Linked DNA regions of Mus musculus: regions 2 and 3 are each linked to region 1. Evidence: chromatin contacts called from public promoter capture Hi-C data. All regions are on one chromosome and are shown on one strand. The core of a region is the stretch at or near the end of the contact, and the rest is flanking DNA. Distances in the headings are between cores, read along the strand shown. Region 1 holds the start of Trim21 (tripartite motif-containing 21). Region 2 holds the start of Olfr649 (olfactory receptor 649). Region 3 has its middle 8.3 kb from the start of Hbb-y.

What was found. Promoter capture Hi-C pulls out the DNA fragments that hold promoters and counts their contacts.
Region 2: a contact with region 1 is called in a promoter capture Hi-C map of liver, with 3 times the contacts expected there. The contact joins the promoter of Olfr649 here to the promoter of Trim21 in region 1. A contact is called at or near these places in 9 of 39 promoter capture datasets (the 3T3-L1 cell line, the HPC-7 cell line, HPC-7-derived erythroid cells and 5 more) and 1 of 115 datasets of contacts at active chromatin or transcription factors (large pre-B cells).
Region 3: a promoter capture Hi-C map of embryonic stem cells shows a contact between it and region 1, with 8 times the contacts expected there. The contact joins the enhancer-like site here to the promoter of Trim21 in region 1. A contact is called at or near these places in 13 of 39 promoter capture datasets (the 3T3-L1 cell line, the HPC-7 cell line, HPC-7-derived erythroid cells and 10 more) and 2 of 115 datasets of contacts at active chromatin or transcription factors (embryonic stem cells and large pre-B cells).

What each region holds. Positions count from the first base shown.
Region 1 is chr7:102,563,137-102,568,032 of GRCm38.p6, reverse strand. It overlaps Trim21 (tripartite motif-containing 21), which reads left to right and starts at 2,551. Exons shown (of 8, transcript NM_009277.4): 1 at 2,551-2,644; 2 at 3,693-3,761; 3 at 3,908-4,339; 4 at 4,672-4,767. The coding sequence starts at 3,944.
Region 2 is chr7:104,187,342-104,192,237 of GRCm38.p6, reverse strand. Olfr649 (olfactory receptor 649) reads left to right here and starts at 2,033. Exons shown (of 1, transcript NM_147055.1): 1 at 2,033-2,971. The coding sequence starts at 2,033. The coding sequence ends at 2,971.
Region 3 is chr7:103,859,017-103,863,912 of GRCm38.p6, reverse strand. No RefSeq gene overlaps it. Among named protein-coding and RNA genes, the nearest start is that of Hbb-y, 8.3 kb to the right of the region's middle. RefSeq lists enhancers at 2,679-3,013, 2,077-3,223, 2,103-3,249, 3,795-4,896. Within about 2 kb of position 2,777, at least 88 of the 459 cell types and tissues checked have an H3K27ac peak or open chromatin away from gene starts, as enhancers often do. A contact at or near this core is called in the HPC-7 cell line, the SN4741 cell line, embryonic stem cells and 2 more, where this site is marked.

The sequences.
Region 1 (4,896 bases), core at 1,302-3,801:
GTGACTAAATAGCAGTAATAAACATAAAATAAGAAATTTTTTAAAAAGATTTGAGTTTCCCTTCACTTCCTGTGGGAAGTGAAAGGAGGAAGTAGGTGGCTCCTGGAGGAAGTAGAAGTGCTGCCATAAATAACATATATAATAAATCATGTAATATGCTATATCATCATATATTATATTGCTTTTAGCCTGTTTTTTACTGTTTCTAAGAAAAATCTGAGCAGTTTTCTGGTGAATTTTTTACATTATTTACATTAAATATTATTTATGTTAAATAAATCAAATTTTTCTAACAAAATAAGTAATATTCCAGCATATCTGTTTTCTCTCCTACATTGTATCTACCAAGCATCACCATTTTTAACTTTGCTCCATTAAGCTCTTTCCAAAGCATTACCTGTAACCAGTAACTGTTTTATATATAATTCCTAGTAATGAGGTTATGGAAACCATCATCTTGAGTGTGCATCATCAGAACAGGTGGTCAGTAAAACTGGGCCATGACTTGTTGAGAGTGGAGGTGTGGCACCAAATTGAAAATCTCATCTATGTCTGTGTCTTAGTGAAATTAATAGATCGAGATAATGATGACGACGATGGTGATGATGATATGACAGTAACAAGAAGTGAAGCTATGGATTAGGATCCTTATTTTTAAAAAAGAAAGAAAGAAAAAGAAAGGATACAAAGAGAAGGCCTTGTCTTTGAGGAAAAGAGCAAGTCTGGAAAGACCAGTCTGCTGCTGCCTTACTTCCCATCCTCCACAACTATAAAAAAGAAAGGTATGTTTTTTTTAATGAATTACTCGATCTGTGATATTTTATTATAGGGATCAACAAAGGCTTTAACCATGAGAGTAAAGGGCTATAATTCTGATACATTGTTAAAACCAGCAAGTGGTCAGCCCTCCGTCATCCTTTTTGGTTTGGTTTGGTTTTTCTTGGTTTTTCGAGACAGGGTTTCTCTGTATAGCCCTGGCTGTCCTGGAACTCACTTTGTAGACCAGGCTAGCCTCGAACTCAGAAATCCGCCTGCCTCTGCCTCCGGAGTGCTGGGATTAAAGGCGTGCGCCACCACACCCGTCATCCTTTCTTGTCCCTCTCCCACACCCGTTGGTCCTTTCTTGTTTCCAACTGGTCCTCCTTCTGCTTCCATATTTTTGGGGGCTTCTTAAGTCACTAAATTAGAAATAAGTAGAAGAAGCTTTTCCTGTCCTGGACAAAATGTACTTGCATATCACCAGGGACAACTTGGGTTGCCAATACACACTCAAGTTAGTAGAGAATATGATTAAAACCCAAAGTATAAACATCTCACTTCACCAACACACTAATAATGTGCTAGACAATAATATCAATAGCATTAATTCTTCCCAAATAAAGACTTGGGTCATTTTGTCAGGGAGAGGGAAGTTTGAAATATCAAAGTACTATCTGTGAGTGAAGGGAGTTTGGGTCTTCAGTAGGTGGGGTCTTCAAACAATTACCAAGGTGGGAGCTGAGGCAGCTCTGAGTACAATATGTTAGTAGTCCTGTGTGCACATTATAGAGTATATATCAGCACACCCCTAGGGTGTGCATTAATCTCTCTATCCAGTGTGTAAACTGAAACAGAGCATCCTCTGGTGGTGAATAGCAAAATAGACATTGACTCTACCCTCTGCCTTATTTTGGGACCCAAGTTCTTTGCCTGCAGGAAATAGCAGCAGACCTTCCGTGGTAGAAGCAGAGTCGTTTTCTGATGTTTATAGATGTCTTCGTCCTTTCGGATGCTTGACTCTTTTTCATTCTGCTTTCTAGGACTGTTGTGCTCCAGGAACCAAGCCCCAGTACAACAGCACAATCTAGACAGTAGATGTTGCCTGGCGGCCTTTCACTAAGAGAGATCTCTTAAACAGGACTAGAAATTTCAAATCACAGAATGGTTTTGTTTCCTAAATATAATAAATAGCGAGGAAAATTCCACTGCTGTTTTTAGCGCAAGTTATAATACAATATCAATTGTCCATAAGTCTTAACTCCCTTCACTGGTACAACACATACCTTGACATCATAAAGAATAAATTTCTAGCCCCAAACTATTTGAAAAGAGCAAAATCACACAACAGAGTGGTGGGAAATGGGTATACTTCAAGTACTCTGTACAATTAATATATACTAATAAAAAACAGTGACGGTGGCGGGATCAGTCTTGGGGGAAGCTATCCATCCCTGTAGGAAACAGATGGTGACTCCTCCCTCTCCCATTCAGACCTCTTCTCTCAGAAGCTCCCAGGTAAGAAGAAAAGACCAGTGTCAAAGATCGATATCCTGTAGATTACATTCTGTTAAAGGGGACAAGGGGGCCTTAGAGAGACCCAGGAGGACAGGTACTGAGTTTTTTCCCTGCCTGTGGCCAGGAGTCAGTTTCTTGCACCTCTGACCTCTCTCCTCCCACTCTCTGCCCTGTCTCTGCCCAGTCTCCGCCCAGCCTCCGCCTTCTCTGCCTCTAACCTCCTCTTGCCACTCAACTCCTCACTCCTCCCCTTGCTCCTCCCTCTTCCTGCTAGACCTGCCTCTGAGAGGAAACTGAAAGTGAAATTTGGACTGCAGGCTTGCAAAAGCGAAGCTGGGAGCACATAACTAAAGCTGAGGACCCTGGTTAGGTGAGTGAGACTGGGACCCCTGGCCGGCCTAGGTGGGCTCTTTATCCCCACACCAGATTCAAGGAGCCTCTTCCCATCAGCACCCCACACTCGGGAATTTGCGAACCCACCTGCTGCTTCTTTTCATCAGAGTTGTCTTGTCCTAGCCCTGCAGAGCTGCCCATGCTGGCCTGTGGAAGCTGGGCTCTGAAAGTGACTTTCCTAGTGCCCTGGACTAGCTGAGACGACAGTCCTAGCAAGGGCAGGAGAAGCAGGGTGGTGACCTAGGCCAGAGGGGAGCTCAGGGAAACCCTTACCCCTTGAAGATCCCTGCTTGAGGAGAGTGCTATCCATGTAGAAATTTCTGTGGATTTAAGATACTCCACACCCTAAAGGAAGTTGAGACTAGGTTTGGAGCAGCTTAGAGAAGAGCCCAGGGAGTGCTCCCCAAAAATGTTCACCGGTGAGCACACCTGCATGTTATGTACATAGACATTTATAGAGGGGAACATATGGGCACGCCTACATTGATGCATTTGTGCACAAGTATAGTTTGCATATAAAAACATCAATATATGTGTACATACATATATAAAAACATGCATATACACACATGCAACTCTTATAACTGGGCCATATACTCTTAGACAATGTACTCCGGATAATGAATGACATCTTACATGAACCTGAGTGGGGTCGCTAATGACACACCTAGGCTGCATTGTGTTGCCTATTGCACAACCACCATATGTGCAGCCTGTCATATTTGACAAAATGTCTACTATGATGTATAGCTGCATAAACCTTGACTCCTAATGCCTGACCCCTGTGGTTTCTGCCAAGATTAATGAAGACTAGTATGAGCTAACTCTGGTTGGAATATGGAGGGTCTGTGGTGATATGGTAAATGGTCGTTACTGCCATGACTGACGTCTCTGGGCAGTAGAGGCATAAGATGACAGAAAGGAAATGGGAGACGCCTAGACAGTGAGGGTTAAGCAGGGATGGGTGTGGTGACGGTGGAGCTGTTAGCAGCGTTACCCCCACCAGTTTTCTCTGTCTCTTCTAGAAACTCGGTTTCCCCTTCTGCCTGGCTTGCTCAGTGGGTGAGGCCGGAGGAGAGGCTCCTGTCATTCAGGTTGGTGCTTTTGCCTTCTGCCTTTCCCTCCTGTGTCATCGCTTGTCCACCTTGGCATTATTTGGGGGAGTTTGGGGTTTGCCTTGCTTTTGCTTTTGTCCTACAAACTCTCATTTTTATCTCTTCGCCCCTCTGCATCTCTCAAGATTCCACGGCAGATATCACCCTCTACAACCTCAAAAATGTCTCTGGAAAAGATGTGGGAGGAGGTCACCTGTTCTATCTGCCTGGATCCCATGGTGGAGCCTATGAGTATCGAATGTGGCCATTGCTTTTGCAAGGAATGCATTTTTGAAGTTGGGAAGAATGGGGGCAGTTCATGTCCCGAGTGCCGGCAACAGTTTCTGCTCCGAAACCTCAGGCCCAATAGACATATAGCCAACATGGTGGAAAACCTTAAACAGATAGCCCAGAATACCAAGAAGAGTACCCAGGAAACGCACTGCATGAAGCATGGAGAGAAGCTTCACCTATTCTGTGAGGAAGATGGGCAGGCCCTTTGCTGGGTGTGTGCCCAGTCTGGGAAACACCGGGACCACACCAGGGTCCCTATTGAAGAGGCTGCTAAGGTATACCAGGTAAGGCCTTAGCACAGACTAAAGAACATAGCCACTTTGTCCCCCAGAATGGTGGCTGAGAAGTTGGGGGATGAAGGGATAATTTCTCCCTTCATTGAGAGGAGCTTGTGTATGGAATACAACTTTATTTCTCAGCAGCAGAGGCAAAGCCATGGGAAAGGAGTCATGCATCGTGCTTCCTCGTGGCTCCCGGGTACATTAGAAATGCAGTGGCCCAGATCCCGTTACCCATTGGTGTAACTCTGTTTTTGTTAAGACATACTAGATTTCTTCCATAGTCTTTCCATCTGCCTCCTCCAACCTGGGGACTAACCTGCCATCTTTTTCTACAGGAGAAGATCCACGTGGCTTTAGAAAAACTGAGAAAGGGGAAAGAGTTGGCCGAGAAGATGGAAATGGATCTCACGATGCAAAGAACAGACTGGAAGGCAAGAGCTGTAGGCTGGGCTGTGTCCCAGGTCTTGACCTCAAGCAAGCCTTAACCATGACTGTGCCTATCCAAGGGGCGGTAGAGTTATTATATAGGTCACTCTCCAAGACCCATCCACACACTGTGA
Region 2 (4,896 bases), core at 784-3,283, 1.6 Mb before region 1:
ACCTTTACTGAGTGTGCAGATTTTAAAATTGAAAATTTGTTCAGACAATGTTGTAGTCGTTAGTGGTATGTTTATTATACTGTTGGCAGGTTTTGCATTTTTTAGTTTGCTATGTGTTCTTTACACTATGCAATCCTCTGCCTATTGCTATTCTGATAATACGTATTTTCTGTTTTCCATAAAATTACCGGCTGTGTAGTGAATTTTGCTTGTGAACATAGAGGTTTTGGAAAAGGCTTGGTGTTTGATTTCGACTATGAGACTTATTGTTCAATTATTGTGTAGTCTTTGGAAGAGAGTGTGTTGCTCTCTGGGTTAGTTTCTACATCTGCAAAATATGGATAATATTATGATGTGTCTTGTAGGTTTTGTTTGTTTCTTAAAGAGAGGGCCTCATATATCCCAGACTGGCCTCAAATTTGCTATTTAGCTCGGGATGAATTTAACTTCTGATCTTCCCTAGTGCTGGGATTACAGGCATGTGGTGGCACCAGGACGTGGGGGGAGGGTGATAAATCTTCTTTCTATAGGCAAAGCAGGCACTATACCATCCAAGCCAGGCCCCAATCTTCTTAGATGACGTTTAGGAAAGTTACAAAAGTGGTTTCATGCTAAGATTTTTCAATTGTCGAATGCTGAAAATTCTCAAAACAAATCTGAGTATTGGGGGGGCGGGGCGGGTATTGCTTCAACTCAGCATTTAGAATAAAAAAATTCTGTGTTCACCCACTAGAGGTCCTTCCAGCATTATATTTAGAAAATACAAAGACTCAGTCTTCTCCAACTCTTAAGCGTTTTCTCCTTCATCCTTAAGGTAGATTGGAGGCTCAGCTTCATATCTACTTCACGAGGCGGCATCAGGCAGTCCTGTCTCAGAGAGCTTGTTTCTGCAGGTTCCAAGGAGGACAGTGACCGAAACTGGGGTGGGTTGGTGTTTTGACAGATCTGGGTTCCGCTTAGGACTGTTCCTTTTACATCTTAAAATCTCTTGTGAATCCTTGCCATTTCACAAGATCTGCATGTACCACCAGGTAAAGGGTGACCCCATGAAAGAATACTGGTCATGGAATCTAGTGATTTGGCTCCTTGGCCAGAGGGATGACTTGAGTTTCTCAAAACAAAACAAAAGAAAAAGAAACAAATCCTTCCCCCCACCTCCCCCAAACAAGGTATAACTGTGTATCCTTGGCTGTCCTGGAACTCTGTAGACCAGACTGGCCTCAAAATTACAGATTATCTGCCTGCCTTCGCCTTCAGAGTGCTGGGGTCAACGGAATGCGCCACCACCATCTGGAGACAAAATTCATTTTTAACGAAGGGTTTCTAAATGAGATAACACATTAGACATGTTGGAGTAAAGTAGGCATCCAAAATTGTTAAATTACTTCATGTTCCCGATAGTGGGACATTCTCTTTAGTGTAATCCTATTCCTGAAGGCAGTTAGAATACTTTTCCCTATACATATCCATGCAGTGATGAATTATATAGACTCAGGGAAAACATGGTCATTTAAATAGGATTAGCATTTTATAAACTGGACAAGTTATTTCTCTTGATTTGGTTTCTATTGAAATGTGGGAATTAACACCAGGGGTCTGATAGCTCTTTGTTAAAGTCATGACCATGACTCTCTTTGGGGTGGAGGGGAATTTGTTTGTTTATTTATTTACTTTGTATGTGAGTGTTTTGCCTGAATGTATATATGTGTATTTATTATGTGTGTGCCTGTTGCCTGCTTAGATCAGGATGTGGGACTGGATTTAGCAGGTGACTGTGAGCCACCATATCCACAAAATAAGTGTCAGAAATCGAACATAAGTCCCCTGGAAGAGAGGCCAGTGCTCTTAACCACTGAGCCATCTCTCCTGCCCATGAGTATTGCTCTTAATGGTAATCGGATTTTCTTTTTCAAATATAGAAAACAGAACTGCTCCCAAAGAGTTTGTGGAGAAAGAGTGAGTGCACAATTGCTCATGCTCACCATACACGCTTGATTTTAGGACAGAAGAACTAATTATTCTTCAGATCTCAATGGTTATGCACAACGTGAGTAGCTACAACACTGGCCCCTTCACTCTCTCGGGCATCCCTGGACTTGAGCAGTACCATGTCTGGATCAGTATCCCTTTCTGCTTTATCTATCTCGTGGCCATCCTGGGCAACAGCATCCTTCTCTACCTTATTGCAGTGGAACACAGTCTTCATTCCCCCATGTTCTTCTTCCTTTCCATGTTGGCCATGACTGACCTCATATTGTCTACCACCTGTGTCCCCAAGACCCTTAGCATCTTTTGGTTTGGTCCTCAGGAAATCAGTTTTCCTGGATGTCTGACTCAGTTATTCTTTTTACACTACAGCTTTGTCTTGGACTCAGCTATCTTATTGGCCATGGCATTTGACCGCTATGTGGCCATCTGTTCACCCTTGAGGTATACCACTATTCTCACACCCAAAACCATTGTCAAAATTGCTGTGGGAATCTCTTTCCGAAGTTTCTGTGTTTTTGTGCCATGTGTTTTCCTTGTGAATCGCCTACCCTTCTGCAGGACACACATCATTGCCCATACCTACTGTGAACACATTGGTGTTGCCCGGCTGGCATGTGCAGATATCTCCATCAACATCTGGTATGGGTTTTGTGTCCCCATCATGACAGTGATTATAGATGTGATCCTCATAGCCATCTCCTACACTCTCATTTTATGTGCTGTTTTTCGCCTTCCCTCCCGAGATGCACGCCAGAAGGCCCTGAGCACCTGCGGTTCCCATGTCTGTGTCATCCTCATGTTCTATATACCAGCCTTCTTCTCCATCCTTGCTCATCGCTTTGGGCGAAATGTCCCCCGCACTTTTCATATTATGTTTGCCAACCTGTATGTAATCATCCCACCTGCACTCAACCCTATTGTCTATGGAGTGAAGACCAAGCAGATCCGGGACAAAGCCATTCTTCTGCTCTTCCCCAAATGATCTCAGTGACTGAAGTCTTGGATCTTGGGCCATTTCATAAAGTATAGTAGGTAAAAGGCTGAACCAGCAACCACTGACCTCCAGGAGACGACACATGGAGCTATTGGGGTTTTGCTTTCTTAGTTATTTTATGCAGAAGCCTCCTCAACCATTTTAGTTTTAGGAAAAGAAGCTCAGAGTTTAGAAGATAAAGGTATTTATCTCGCTTCTGAAAATAAACAACTTATCTTAAGGAGAATCTTTCAATTCTTTTTGGCTGTGCTAAGGTAATAAAGACTCATTGATAACAATGGAAGTTGCTGTTCTGTTTTCACTTAAAATATTTGTGACAAATCAGTTATTTTTTTACACACACCTTAATTCTGTATTTATGCATCATAGTAAGGTAGAAAATTTACTGCTGATCCTATAGATTTCTATATTAAGAAAATTAAATTTGTTCATTTGTGTGTGCATACATGTATATGTGTGTGTGTGTGTATATCAATACGGACACGTGCATGACACAGTTTTCATGTGGAGGCCAGAGGACAACTTGTAGGGAAGGTAGTCCTCTATTTCCACTATGTAGGTTCTGAGGATCAAAGGTAGGTTTTCTACCTTGGGGACAATGACCTTTACTTGCTGAGACATCATGATGTCACAAGTTTCTAGAGTTTGTTTGTTTGTTTTTAAAGATTTATTTATTTATTTAAATGCACGTGAGTACACTGCTGCTCTCTTCAGACACATCAGAAGAGGGAATCAGATCCTATTATAGATAGTTGTGAGCCACCATGTGGTTGGTGAAAATTGAACTCAGGACCTCTGGAAAAGCAGTCAGTTCCCTTAACTGCTGAGCCGTCTCTCCAGCTAAAGTTTCTAGAATTTTAATATGGTTGTTATTATTTATTTCTAAACAACATTAGTTATGTGTCCTGATAACTACCAGGTGCATAGACAATGTTTATCAAGTAATTTCATAGAAAATCTTAATGAAATCATTAATCAGTATTGCAAATGTTTTTCTTAGGAGAGGATTAGAAATACACACACACACACACACACACACACACACACACACACACACATTTTATGTGCCTAGCCATCAAAAATAGTAACAAGGTCTCAAATTAAACAAATTGCTCAATACAATACATGTAATTGAATTTATTGGAGATTTTATTTTAAGACATTTTACTTCATTTGAACTCCTCCAAGACAAAGAAAGAACAGGGCCAACTGCCTGTCAGGGTGCCACTCCTTGATCCTGCTAAAAGAATTCTATTCATGCATAAAATAATAGGTTTTTTGATGTCATTTAACTGGAGGCAAATGCCAGGTGACATATTTTGAAGATGTGAGTTACACATATAGAGTAGGGTATTGAAGCATATGCATATTTTAGTCCAGTGAAAACCATTTAGACATACCAGGACCTTGTTTATATTGGCTGGGGATGTAATGACAAAAGAATAAGAAAGAGCGTTGTTTATTTTATGAAGAGATAGAGAAGTTAAGGAGAAGAATTACAAATGTCCGAGTCTTAAGCCTACCTTGCTATTCATACAAAATAATGACCCAAGGAAAAGTGACTGGTAATATATTTTTTAAAAAAATCTCCATGTTTGACTGACATTTAAATAATTATCCTGTAATATTAGATATGGAAAAAAGACACTTTAAAATGTAGTTATTGGCAATATTGTGTGTCTAATCAGAAGGAGACTAAATTAAAGTAAAAACTGTGCTGGGGAGTTGGCTCAACAGCTAACATCACAAGTGTGACGACCAGCGTTTTGATCCCCACAACCAATGCAAATGTTGGGTATGTGTGTGAAAGTGTAATTCTAGCTTCATGGAGATGGGATCTCCAGAAAAAGCTGGCTAGTGATACTAGCCATATCTGTGAGCTCTGTGTTTGACTGCGAGATCCTGCCTCAACT
Region 3 (4,896 bases), core at 1,528-4,027, 1.3 Mb before region 1:
GTGGCTTCTAAGTAGTTCAGCCTCCCTCCAGTGGACGGTCCCACACTTCTGGGAAGACTGAATTGGATTAATAAAGTTATTAAAAAGATTCAATGCAATATAGAACAGGATACTAAATTTAGGAGGAGTGAAGAGGTAGAAACAGATCTGGGAGGGCCTTATAGAGGAGAGAGGGTTGAATATGATCAAAATATGATATAGGAAATCCTCAAAAAATGAAATATCATCTTAAAAATTAAATATATAAAAAATAGAGTCTAAGATATACTTGTACTTTCTACTTCTTTAGTCATGACTGTATCTCATAGGAATATATGAGAAGAAAATTTAAAGACATGCTGAAAATGCCTAGAATAAAAAAGGATACTCTCTTGAATAACAGAGATTTTTCAGATGATTATTTATAGGTACCTTTTTTTAAATTTTTTTTTTGAGAAAACTGGAAGTCATGGATGCTCAATTTGCCTTATAAGCCTTTGGCCAACTGGCAAATTTTATTAAGGAGACTGAGCATGCATTAAGTTCCATCACTAATTTTTGTCCTAAAACTGACTTCCCATTCATTGACATTAACTTAAAGCCTCATTATCTTCAAACCATATAAATCTACCCACCCAGTGCACACCTCTGTGACATTTTACCTCTGGTCAGGTCCAAAGATCTTAATAAGCCAAGAGAGGCAGCATGTTGTGTTGTTACAATAGGAATACTCGACCTAAGACAAAATATTACTAGACCCTCTATTTGCACAGTCTGACAATAGAATAACCTCATGTCTTACTAGTATATATTTTACTCCATATACTAACAGCTTCAAAAATAGCTTTGTGTTTCATCTCATTAGTCTCATCTTCAGTGAGTATGGAAGAACCCAATACCAGTCCTATAGACATTCTTGTCAGGACAGTGCTCTCAGCTGTTGTTCAAAAGTCAGCTGGCATTGTTCCTCTCAGGCTAATCTTAGACACTTCACATTATCTCGTGAAATTCTAGGAAGAAGAGAACTTGAATAGAGAGTGAAAATGACCAGGGCTCCCTGGGACTAAACCACCAATCAAAGAAAACACATGGAAGGATTTGTGGCTTTAGCTGCATATGTAATGGAGGATGGCCTAGTCGGACATCAATGGGAGGAGAGGCCCTTGGTCCTGTGAAGGTTCTATGTCCCAGTATAGGGGAATGCTAGGGCCAGGAAACAGGAGTGGGCTGGTTGGGGAGCAGGGGGGAGAGGATAGGGGATTTTAGGAGGGGAAACTAGGAAAGGGGATAACATTTGAAATGTAAATAAAAAAATATCTAATTAAAAAACAAAACAAAAAGAAAATGGCTAAATAGGAATGCTGGATAGAGAAGTTTCCTGTACAATGAGTTATATTTAAGTATCTCCTGAAAAGTTGTATTTGGAGACCTCAATATTGTTTTACAATATTATGAATCTGCTTAAGTTAGAAATTCAAATGATAGTGGAAATTGTAAAGCCACCTGTGGATTAAGTATTCAAATACAGCCTGGGAGAGACATCCAGCATTCAAACCCTAATCCTCACTTTCTCCATTTTGTAAAATGTGAGATAGAAATTTTGAGGGGAGAAGTAGATTCCTCAAGGCCACACAAATAGAAAGGCCTAGAACCATACTTGGGTTCAAGGGTAATTTTAAAGTTTTTGTAATCCTATCCTCTTCCCTTGCCTGTGGCTCTTGCTTAAAACACAAGCTATATTATTATTCTGTGTTTTACAACTTGAAGAAGCCAAGCAAATTGCTCAAGCTTACAGAGGAAGTAGGTAATATTTCTAGGATAAGCAGTCCCTGCCCTTTTCCTTTCTTTTTTCTTTTCTTCTTTCTTTCCTTCCTCCTTTCCTTACTTCTTTCTTTTCTTCCTTCATTTTGAGTCAGGATTTTACTATATAACTATGCTATCATGGAACATACTATGTAGATCACGATTGACTGGTACTCACAGAGATCTGCCTGTCCCTGCCTCGTGAGGTCTTAGACTAAAGTTGTGACCTCCTTCACTCTATATCCAACTAAAACGCTGACCATTGATGGCTTAGTTTAACTAGAAATTGCCTTGAAATCATTGCAGACATTCACTGGTACCCTGTTTCCTTATCTGACCTGCTTTAACTGGGTAAGCTTATGAAAAGTCTTGTGTAGAAGAGAAAGGGAGAACAGCCTGTGCTAAATGAGGAAGCTGCCTTGCCTGTTCCTGCTCAGTGGGGTTTCTGGCTATACTACATCAACTGAGTCAGTGCATCTTGACTAGTTCCCACACCTTTCTCTGAACAGAGAGAGTAAAGGGCTCAATAAGAAAAATACAGTTTATGGTCTGTACGTTGTATTACATGTCATCCCTTACTTTCTAAAAGGCATCTTCACTGAGAAAGACATGGATTTCTAACCTTACAATCTCTACAAAGTTCAGAATATATAATAATCTTGAATTATGATTAACTGTTAATTTTGACCAGGTCTTCTGGCAGACAGGTCACATGTGTTAGTATCACTTATTCCTCAAGTGTTGATGTTAGTATCAGCATATTACCGATGTTCCACAAACATTTCCTGAATGACTGTTAAGCTTCCTACACATTAACGAGCCTCTGCATTTTTTCCAGCTTCCATCTATGATTTAAGTAAACTCTAGTTTTCCACTTCTTCATATTCTCTCTCTAGATCTCAATTATTGCAGTACCACTGTCCAAGGGCAGAGGAGGTTAGCTGGGCCCAGGCGGAGTCAGTTCTCCACTCCCCACCCTGTGGGTGTGTTCAGCCTTGTGAGCCAGCATCTAGCTTGAGCACAGCAGTGCTGAGTCATGCTGAGTCATGCTGAGGCTTAGGGTGTGTGGCCAGATGTTTTCAGCTGTGACTGATCAGTGCTATCTGGGTCTCTAGGAGGAAGTCCACAGGGAAGGTGAAAAGAAAATAAGTTTGCTACCTGAAGAAAACATTACTTACACCAGCATTACAATGAAAAGGGGACCCTGCCTTGCTGTGTGACATAACCTAGAATATTTTATTTTCTAGTTAAAAATTACTTCTCATGATCTTTATTAGATGTTATAACAAATCATTTTTTATAAATGTAAAGTTTATTTAGACTCATACCTAGAAGCAACAGAATCACACATTTTAGTACACACACACACACACACACACACACAAGAGTTTTGTTCATAAACTATGCAATTGTTAATGAAATGCTATTTGGAATGGGCTTGAATTCATTGCAGACATTCACTGGTACCCTGTTTCCTTATCTGACCTGCTTTAACTGGGTAAGCTTATGAAAAGTCTGGTGTAGAAGAGGAAGGGGGAATAGCCTGTGTTGTTAGAGTTAGGGTCATTGGATCTGTACTAGGTAGTTCCCTGGCAAGTTCACATTTACCCTGTAATCTAGCACAGAACCTTAGTTTAGGTTAGAATCAGTATTGTAAATTCTGGTTAAGTGAATTCTACCATTCTCACATCATTGTGAACATGAGAGGTACTCATCAGGGATGTAGGAATTACCCCAGAAAGACAGGTGATATTTTGGGGTACAAATGCGCATTTGGAGGAAGAAAAGGAAGCACCTAGCCCTCCTTAGTTACTCTACAGCCACTGCTTTGGAACCAAAGGCCTTCTCTGCACAGATGTGTTTCCTCTGGTTGTTCTGTCATCAGAGTTTCCTCTCTTCAAAGAAAAAATAAACTTCTTCCAGCCAAAAAGCCATGGCTTTTAAGCCACTAGTTACCATCCATGAGAGATATTGCCTGATATTGTTTTGACAGTTCTAATATGTAGAAATGTTCCAAAGATGATTTTTAATTTCTCTAATTTCCAATCTAGTAGAACTTCCAAGGTATTTCTTAGGTCATGATTATAATAACCACAGGTATAGATAGAGGTTAGCACAAATTTACTGCTTATTGAGCCTCAAAATTCTTATACTAATACATGCTCCAGTTTAGAAATTAGCATGCATTAGTGGGAGCATGAGTGTGCGCAATCATGGCAGGCATCCTGCAAAGGAATAGATTATGAGACTAGCATTGTGCCAACAGCTCAGTTATTACTTTTATTCATTTCCTTTAGGGAAAGGAGAGTCATGGTCTGGAGAAAGCATGTTAGGTCCAAAATGTCTCTAGGGTAGCCAATAGGGAACTGTTCTTTTCTACAGTTTTCTATTAGGCCAGTTCCTTAATTACTAACTTTTTAATTACATATCAGACTCAACAGTTAAAAACCCCTTGCTCTGAAGCCTTTTAGTTGCTTTATAATATTTTGAGCCCCTCCTTTGATCTTTTGGGTTGTTTGTTTTCCTTTTTGAAAAATTGCATCTCAGTTGTATTTTGAGAATGTGATTTATTTATTTCCTTGGCTCTGTAGACTTCATAAATTATATTGCCATGGTACACTTGAAAATTTTGGTAATAGCCTCACATTTATTACAATATCTGTACACTTTTATATGTATTACATGAAACGTATTTATCAGGCTTTCCTAAGCCAGATCCTCAAACACTCTCCCATAACACATACCTCTTATCTACTCATGAAGGAGCAATGATGGGACAAAGAAGGCAGGAGCCCAAACACACTGGCTTCCCCCAATCTCACGGAGGCCTCAACCTTGACTCAGCTCTGTGCAGCTCTGGCTCTTATCTGTCACCACAGTCTGTGACCCCACCCAGCTGACACTACCCCAAGTCCCAGAAGAAGAAAAACACCAGTTCTTTCTACTTCTACTTATTTAAATAAAATAAAAGAAAGCCTTACACCCCTGGACAGATAAACAAGAATAAAAGAAAGAAGAAAGAAAAGAAGAAAAAAGAAGAACATGGAGGAAGAAAATTGGTCCAGTCAGAAATTGTAACAAAGGCTTGAGTGAGGCAGGATTATTGAGAATTGG